2 separate regions of the Mus musculus genome follow, and region 2 is linked to region 1. The links are chromatin contacts, called in public HiChIP or PLAC-seq maps. All regions are on one chromosome and are shown on one strand. The core of a region is the stretch at or near the end of the contact, and the rest is flanking DNA. Distances in the headings are between cores, read along the strand shown.

Region 1 (4,345 bases), core at 506-3,005:
TACACACACACACAGTTTTCCTGAAAACTCAGCCCTCAAATGGAAAGCCAGATGAGGTGACTGTCACAGATGTGTTTCTCCATGCTAGCCACTAACTTCCCCCTTACCTCATCCATCCATTCATTCATTCACTCACTCACTCACTTACTGCATACATTCGGCAGTCTGCTGTGGAATTCAGGCCTCTGGATGAATCAAGCCTCAGTCTGCACCGTTGCTCTACCACCTCCTGGCTGTGTATCCTTGGACAAGTAACACAGCCTCTCTGTCTCAGTTTTCTCATTTGCTGCAAAGATATAATGACAAAAATGATCTTCCTGGGTTGTGAAGAATAATGAGGTTAAGAAATTATGCCTGGAATCGAACCAGAATAATACTGAGGAGACTGTGACCTCTGACCTCATTATTAGTGTCTGCCTGGTCTCAAATCCGGGACAGTTGGCTAAACGTGGTGCCAATGTAACATCAAAGTGAACCTGCCGGCCAGGTTCTCCCAGCATCCCTCAGTCCCTGCCCTACATTTCAGGACATACCACACCCTTTCCCCTGAACTCTCCAGCCCAGGGGCTGGGCTCTCCTTCTCTTGTGGCTCTTTCCTATGTTATCCAGCCATTTGGCTGTGACTGTCCGACTTCTCCCGTCTCCCATCCCACTTCCTCCTCACTTGTCCCAGCTCACTCTGGACTCTCCTAGACGTCTCTGCCTCTGTCTCTGTCGCTGCTCTCCCTCACATCTTCAATAAGCCTTCTCCTTCATCATACCTAAGAGCAGTCACAATCCCTGGATGTTTGTTTGTTTTTCTCATTCTGCATCATTACTACTAATTTTTGGATGTCCTTAATTTCAAACGCGGTCCTTCTTCCTAAATTGTGGTTCTTTCTGTGCAGGAGAGGGCCCAACTCAATTCTGTTTTCTCTATGCCCCTCACTCAGTCCAGTATGCCCCAGGACAGGAAGTGACTGCTTTATTCTGATAACTTTGCAGAGGAAATCATACCCACACCCCAGTGTCATTTTCTTTCTCATGGGTGCAGCCAGTTTGTCTGCAAGGGCTTCGTCTTTATCCCTTCCCCACAGCACATCTCCCTGGACCTTTCCTGGCCTGCTGAGAGTGGGGTCAGTCATCTTTGTAGGTTGGGAGCTATGGAGCAAGAAATCCAGCAGCCACAAATAGCGGCCGTGATTCCCAGCATCACCCACGGATTGCCCGAGGATCTCAGTAGCAAAGGCCAAGGTCTCTGGTAGGAAGAGAAGTGGGCATTTATTAGGCGGCCCCCTCAGAACCCAACAGTTAGAAACAATTCCATTTGTGTGCAGGCCTCAGACTAGCTTGTCGGTTTGATGAAACAGTTCAAAGAGAGAACTAATTTCAAATCCAGGGACTTCTTTCTCCCCTGGAATCCCACCAGCTTCGCCCCCCTAACCCCCATCAACATTCCAAAGCCTTGATTTCCAACAGAAATTTACAGTTTCATCATATAAAAGACAGAAGGAGGGCTCTCTGCCCACAACTACTTCTTAACCCCTTCATCTCCCACCCCCACGCCTCTAAGCCAAGCTTAGCAGTTTTCATCACCACTGCCTGCTTTCTGGGTTTAGATGTCCCTCCCTGCTGAATTCCAGATCCTTATCCAGGCCCTCATGAAGGACAGGACTTCTTTTATGTGGTTTTTGCTTTATGGGCTCCTGGGGCGAAGCTACCTTTCCTAAAGGAGGAATTCCTTTGGCTGCCTGATGATTGTGTAGGCTGGCTCTTGTTTGGAAACTGTGATTGCATGAGGCAGAGAGATGCTGAGATTAGGAGGGGCAGGGGCGGTTGGAGCATTCCAGCTCAATAAATCAATCCCCTTTTAATTGTGTCCCCGTCAGCTCACATTCTTCCGGAGACAGGAGGGCAGAGGGCTTGCTAGCAGAGTGATGCCTCTGTCTGCTTTGTGTGCTGAGCCGATTGTCAACTAGATTAAGCAATGACCAGGACAGCTGGAGAGGGGCTCCCAGATCTGTCTCCGTCCCCAGAAAGCTGCCAAAAGGGTCATAAATATTCTGATGTCCAATTTAGAGCTTCTGTGGTTCCACCTGGGATTGCACCTCTGTAAACAGCCAGGTTCTGGATGCTTTGGCTGAGTCAGATGGACACACTCGCTTTGCATATTTTAATACCTTTAAGTTAAAGAGCAAGTAAATTGTTGGCTTTTTTTTTTGACTCCCAGAGTTGTTAGATCGTAAAGTTTCACTTCCCTTCCTTGATGGCGACCCTACCTGTCACGTTCAGCAGCAGCAGGCTGACACCCACTGAACGGAGGGAACATTTGGCCGTGCTATTCACAAACACCAACTGGTTCCAGGTAGTGAACAGTGTTTAATTTGAAGGGGATATTTCAGAGATTCTGTTTGACGTTGAGTTCCAATGATCTAAAATTGACTTTTATTTCACCTGCACAATGCTTAACATTGCCCTTTTACACAGGGCTCTGTGCTTTTACAGACCTAACATTATTATTTCAATATACCTACCTAACACCAGTATCTCATGAGACAGGCATGCTCTGTGCTGATAAAAGTACCTAGCATAGCTCATCTCTAACCTCAGGTCTGTGTCATTGATCTGACAATAAAACTGTATCACATATCTACAGCACACTGGGCTCTAGCAATAATTTTCTTCACTCCTAGGACTTCAGCATCAAACACACAGTGAACCCCTGTGGCAGTTCTAACATGTACTCGATACCAGTTTCCATCTTTAAAAAGATCGAAATAGCACCCTGCTTCTGAGAGCTGCTCTGTAGACCTGAGCCAATGGTCAGGTTTTCATGTATTGCTGTTTCTGCTCTGGTTTTCCTCCTGTTGCTATAATAAAACATTGTAAACAAAAGCAACCTAGAGGTGTCTGAGTTAGAGATTCTATAGGTGTAGTAAAACACCAGGATGAAAAGTAAGAAAGGCAGTCTCTACATGGTCCATCCTTTCATCTCAGCTCCAAACTCCGTCTCTGTAACTCCTTCCATGGGTGTTTTGTTCCCAAATCTAAGGAGGGGCATAGTGTCCACACTTCAGTCTTCATTCTCCTTGAGTTGAGATGAAAGGATGGACCATGTAGAGACTGCCATAGCCAGGGATCCACCCCATAATCAGCATCCAAACGCTGACACCATTGCATACACTAGCAAGATTTTATTGAAAGGACGCAGATGTACCTGTCTCTTGTGAGACTATGCCGGGGCCCAGCAAACACAGAAGTGGATGCTCACAGTCAGCTAATGGATGGATCATAGGGCTCCCAATGGAGGAGCTAGAGAAAGTAGCCAAGGAGCTAAAGGGATCTGCAACCCTATAGGTGGAACAACATTATGAGCTAACCAGTACCCCGGAGCTCTTGACTCTAGCTGCATATATATCAAAAGATGGCCTAGTCGGCCATCACTGGAAAGAGAGGCCCATTGGACTTGCAAACTTTATATGCCCCAGTACAGGGGAATACCAGGGCCAAAAAGGGGGAGTGGGTGGGCAGGGGAGTGGGGGTGGGTGGATATGGGGGACTTTTGGTATAGCATTGGAAATGTAAATGAGTTAAATACCTAATAAAAAATGGAAAAAAAAATAAAAAAAAAATAAAAAAATAAAAATAAAAAAAAAAAAAAAAGTAAGAAAGGGAGAAAGGGTTTATTTGGCTTACTCTTCCATATATGGCTGGTCATCATCTAAGGAAGTCAGGACAGGAACCCAAACAGGGCAGGAACCTGGAGGCAAGAGCTGATGCAGAGGCCATGGAGGGGTGCTGCCTACTGTCTTACTGGCTTGCTCAGCCTGCTTTCTGATAGAAAGCAGCAGGATAGGGATGGTACTACCCACAATGGACTGGGCCCTCCCCTATCAATCACTAATTAAGATAAACAACTGAATCTCTGGAGGCATTGCCTCAATTTGGCTCACGCCTTTAATCCCAGCACTCGGGAGGCAGAGGCAGGTGGATCTCTGAGTTCGAGACCAGCCTGGTCTACAGAGTGAGTCCCAAGACAGCCAGAGCTATACAGAGAAACCCTGTCTCGAAAAAAAAAAAAGAAAGGAAGGAAGGAAGGAAGGAAGGAAGGAAGAAGAAAGAGAGAGAGGAAGGAAGGAAGGAAAGGAAAGGAAAGGGAAGGGAAGGGAAGGGAAGGGAAGGGAAGGGAAGGAAAGGAAAGGAAAGGAAAGGAAAGGAAAGGAAAGGAAAGGAAAGGAAAGGAAAGGAAAGGAAAGGAAAGGAAAGGAAAGGAAAGGAAAGGAAAGAGTCTCTCCTTTCAGATGACTCTAGCTTGTGTGTCAAATTGACACAAGACTAGCCAGCAGAGAGGGGAAAGGGTATGTTT
Region 2 (4,159 bases), core at 353-2,852, 470 kb before region 1:
CAAAACACAGCGAGGCCTCTTTCTCCAAATCTTAACAGTGTAGCCAGCCAGAGCTACTGTAAAGGGCCTGGGGACGAACGGGCTTAAAGTCTGTCTTCTAAGACGCTATGAGGCGATGATGATGCAGGCTGGAGGACCAGGTAGGAGTAGGTTTCCACTGCCTGGCTTGTCTCCGTTAGAATTCTGTATGAAATGGACTCGATGGATGGACCTGTCATTTTACAGAGTTGAGCATCTGGGGAGCCCTCATGTATCTTGTTGCTTTTCTTTGTGATCGTCAGCAAATCATCTTAGGACCCTGAGCCTTCAGCAGTTTCCCTTCCCACCCTCCATTCAGGTCTCTTCCACATGGAGGCCAGTTCTAAGGTGCAATGATTTTGGCATAGTTATGTTTAAATTTAGCCCTCACATGTTTTGTTGTTGTTTTTTTTCCTCCCCTGCACTCTTGTACATTTTGCCTTTTCTTAGGTTGATGGTGCTTGTATTTAGTTTGGGTCTCTTCGTAGAGTAGAATTTATTTAGGAAGGAAGCCTTAAGTAATGGCATTTGGTGGAAAACTAGTACCATAAACCAAAGAAAAGCTCACGAGTGAAATAATACAAACCAAATAGACGCATTCTTTTTTGTTTGATGTTGGTTGCTGCCCCAGGCTGTGAGACTAAGGCCAGTTGGTCCTCTCTGGTAAATGTGGAGATGTTTTAATTAGACCCTTGTGGCTTACCGCCTTCCTGACTCATGTCAAAGAAGAGAATAACTTCTTCATTTTGTGATTCAAACTAATTCACTTGCAAAACTGGCTCCTTGACCTTCTGTTTTCTATTGACAGTCCCTGGTGTTATAAGATGCACTTTCTCATGTGCTGTGAACTCAGTCACTTATCTGTGTTTAAAGACAAATGTGCCATTGCTGTTGTCTGTATATTTTGCATGTGCTTTATGACATTTAATTGTCATGACACCACAGGGGGAGAGGAGATTTTCACCCCCATTTTACAGATGAGAGAACTGAGGCTTCTGAGTGGATTCATACCCGCTAGTGTCTCCCCACTTAGCAATGGTTGACATAAGCTCCCTGTGGCATTAAAAATCCTAGAGTCTAGCAGCTCAGAGTCTGAGAACGCTGAGTGTGTGTTGATTAATATTGCGTTTCCGTTCAAGTGCCAAGAACATGGCCTAATCTGGATTTCTATTAATCTCATGTCCGCAGAAATGACAGTTTTACAGGGAGGCTGATAAACATCGGTCTGGGAGGATGGGAGTGGGGTGAAATATAAACACACAGCTCTAGACGCCTGCGAGGCAAGCAGAGATGCCCAGCCCTGGTGGAAGCTCCTGGGGCTGTCAACTGTGTGTACGTGCAATGGGTGTGCTCACACATGCGTTTAAAAGCTCCCACACGCCCCAGAACTTAGTGTAGTCTCAGAGCTGCAGCCCTAGCCAGAGGGAGGCTGAAGCCTCAGGACTCCTTGGAATCTCCAGAGCTGAAGCTGGTCCATTCTTTTGATTGACAGGGCGTGCTTTGTAAAAGCTTCCCACCAACTTCCTGAGAGGCAGTCTGGGGCCTTGATAAGCAAGTGGAATTCAGAGCGGTTGAGTGCAATCTGAGAGGGGGGTGGGGGATGCCTTCTCGGAGGGTGGCTGTGCACAGCTGCCTTGAATGACATTCCATTCATCCAAGGATGGCTCCTTTTTTAAAAACAAAAATAGGCCTATTCTAGGGGCTTCATTCAAAACAGCTTCTGTGGGTCTCAGCACCCGAGGCTCCCCAGCCCTGTGGATAGCCCCAGCTCCTTGCTAATGCTCAAGTGCAAATCAGGCTGGAGATGGTAGAGCACACAGCGGGTTCACCTTACAAGGCTGGCTAAGACTGACTGAAATCCACAGACCCTCCCGGGGCTGTGTGTGTCTGGGGCTGGAAGTGTGAGCGGTGCACACTTGTATGGCTGCCCAGTGGTCACATTTCTTTAGATGAGTAAATCCAACTCCCTAAATCTGTCTCCTTGTTTGGTAAGTGGAGTTCTTAAAGCACTGTGGTAAAATTGCCATAACATAAAATTGACCATTTTGAGCATTAAAAAGATTTAAATCTAATTTTAGTTAGGTGTCCTTATGACATTGGGCATAAAGTCTATTTATATTTTTTTTCTGTAAATACAGTTTTTTTAAATAGAATTGGATTAGAGAATTCATCAACACTGTACAATTGGGAGTTTGTGATACATGGCAGTTGGGGTTACTATTATTTTATATAACTATTAATTCCTTATACTTTTCAAAACATAATGCATGTTTCAGTGACAAGTTTACTTCTTGGCCAGGGGCAGCTGCTAAGGAGAGGGTGGTACAAAACTGTGGAAGCAGACACAGGGACTGAGAGTCTGGTAGAGAAGGCAGACATGTAGGCATGTGTAGTATGTACAGATGTGTCTATGTTTACATGTGTGTGTGTATACTGTATACGTGCAGGTATAAACACAATGCTCTGAAGGACCTGACATAACACCCTTTACAAAACTTAAGAGAGTGAGTGCACTAAGGAAGTGAGGTTAGATCAGACACTTACGGGGGATGTGCATGCTAGGGGGTGGATTCACACGCTCCACCTTATCGCAATCAGTGGTTCTCCTCTTATTCTCACAATATGTCTGGAAGACAGGATAGGGAGAGATCCTGGGTTTCTGTTTTCTGTCCCCATCCATGTCACGCAGATGGCGAGCGGGAGAGTTTAGGCTGAAATGTAATGATTTAATATTTGGTGCTCTGTGTGTTTCATCTTGAGTCAAATGAAGAAAAGGTGGCGGCAGCGGTGGTGGTGGTGGTGGTGGTGGTGGTGGAAGTCAGGATTCCCCACGGTGTGACACACATGCCATTGTGAGTGTAGTGACATGAATTGTCACTTGTTGCCTTTAGTCAGGACTGGTGACACACCTGTAGTCCCAGCAGGTCAAGCGACTGAAGCAGGAGAGCCACCAGATCATGCTCTACCTGCCTACAGAGTTAGACCAAGGCCTTTCTGAGAAACTTACTGAAATCCTGTCTTCAATTAACAGTAATAATGTGGGGGCTAAGTCCACTGTGCTTAGTCCCTAGTGCTACAGGGAAGGGAAGGCGAGAGTTAGAGAGTGTGGCTCAGTGGCACAGTGCTTGACTGATATCCCTAACAGTCTTCAATACAGTAAACCAAAACAATTCAAAAAGTCCACTTCCTCTTCCCTGAGATTTCACCTTCCATGGCCAATCAATCACCAGGAACCAAAATATCTTATGAAACATTCCAGAAGCAGTGTATCAGCTTTAGATTGTGTGCCATTCTGAGTGGTGTGACGTAGCCTTGCACCATCTGTCCGGATGGGAAGTGAGCCATCCATCTGTCCAGGCTATCCACATTGTATATGCTACCCACTCAACTGTTGCTTACCAGTTGTCCCATTTATCAAATTGACTGTTGTAATACCTGTGTACCTTAGGTGACCTTATTTTACTAAATCCTGGTACAAAGTTCAGGAACAGTGACACTGCTTGCTAATTTTATTGCAATAAAGTATATTGTTATAATTGTTCTGTTTTGTTATTATTTATTATTGCTAATCTCTTACTGTTTGACTTGTTGTAAACATACATGTTTAGAAAAATAAACCCATAGCAGATATAGAGGATAGTACTCTTGAAAGTTTTAGCATCCCTTGGCAACTTTGGAACATAATCCGTAGATAGGGTCTCCTCTGTACTTAGTGCTTGTTGGAAGCATCAAGTGGCAGATTTCGTGTAAGCTGTTGTAGTTGGGATGCTTTGGTTTACATGTGAAATGTCCCCCAAAGCCTCATGTGTTTGAACTCTTAGTCCCCAGTCAGTGGTTTTGTTTGGGGAGGAAATGGGTTATTAAGGACTTTGATGTTTTATACTTTAGCCATACTGGTATTGGATACTCTTGACTGCCATGGGAGATTTTTGTTTGATGCGGACTTTAGACTAGACACAGTGGTGGCCCACGTGTTCTCCTCTGCCCTGGGCAGTTTGAATCAGTTTGCAGACACTAGCGACTTCCCTCTAACAGATCTCCGGGGTCTCTCTTCTCTTTTCAGATTGCTGACTTTGGGCTCTCCAACCTGTACCAGAAGGACAAGTTCTTGCAAACATTTTGTGGGAGCCCACTCTATGCG

The links. HiChIP or PLAC-seq counts read pairs in DNA pulled down with a chosen protein or histone mark.
Region 2: an H3K27ac HiChIP or PLAC-seq map of trophoblast stem cells shows a contact between it and region 1, with 5 times the contacts expected there. The contact joins two enhancer-like sites. A contact is called at or near these places in 2 of 115 datasets of contacts at active chromatin or transcription factors (neural progenitor cells and trophoblast stem cells).

Annotation. Positions count from the first base shown.
Region 1 is chr10:83,912,496-83,916,840 of GRCm38.p6, reverse strand. No RefSeq gene overlaps it. Among named protein-coding and RNA genes, the nearest start is that of Gm33919, 12 kb to the left of the region's middle. Within about 2 kb of position 1,755, at least 45 of the 459 cell types and tissues checked have an H3K27ac peak or open chromatin away from gene starts, as enhancers often do. A contact at or near this core is called in trophoblast stem cells, where this site is marked.
Region 2 is chr10:84,380,789-84,384,947 of GRCm38.p6, reverse strand. Nuak1 (NUAK family, SNF1-like kinase, 1) reads left to right here. Exons shown (of 7, transcript NM_001004363.2): 5 at 4,082-4,159. Among named protein-coding and RNA genes, the nearest start is that of Gm46201, 47 kb to the right of the region's middle. Within about 2 kb of position 1,602, at least 83 of the 459 cell types and tissues checked have an H3K27ac peak or open chromatin away from gene starts, as enhancers often do. A contact at or near this core is called in trophoblast stem cells, where this site is marked.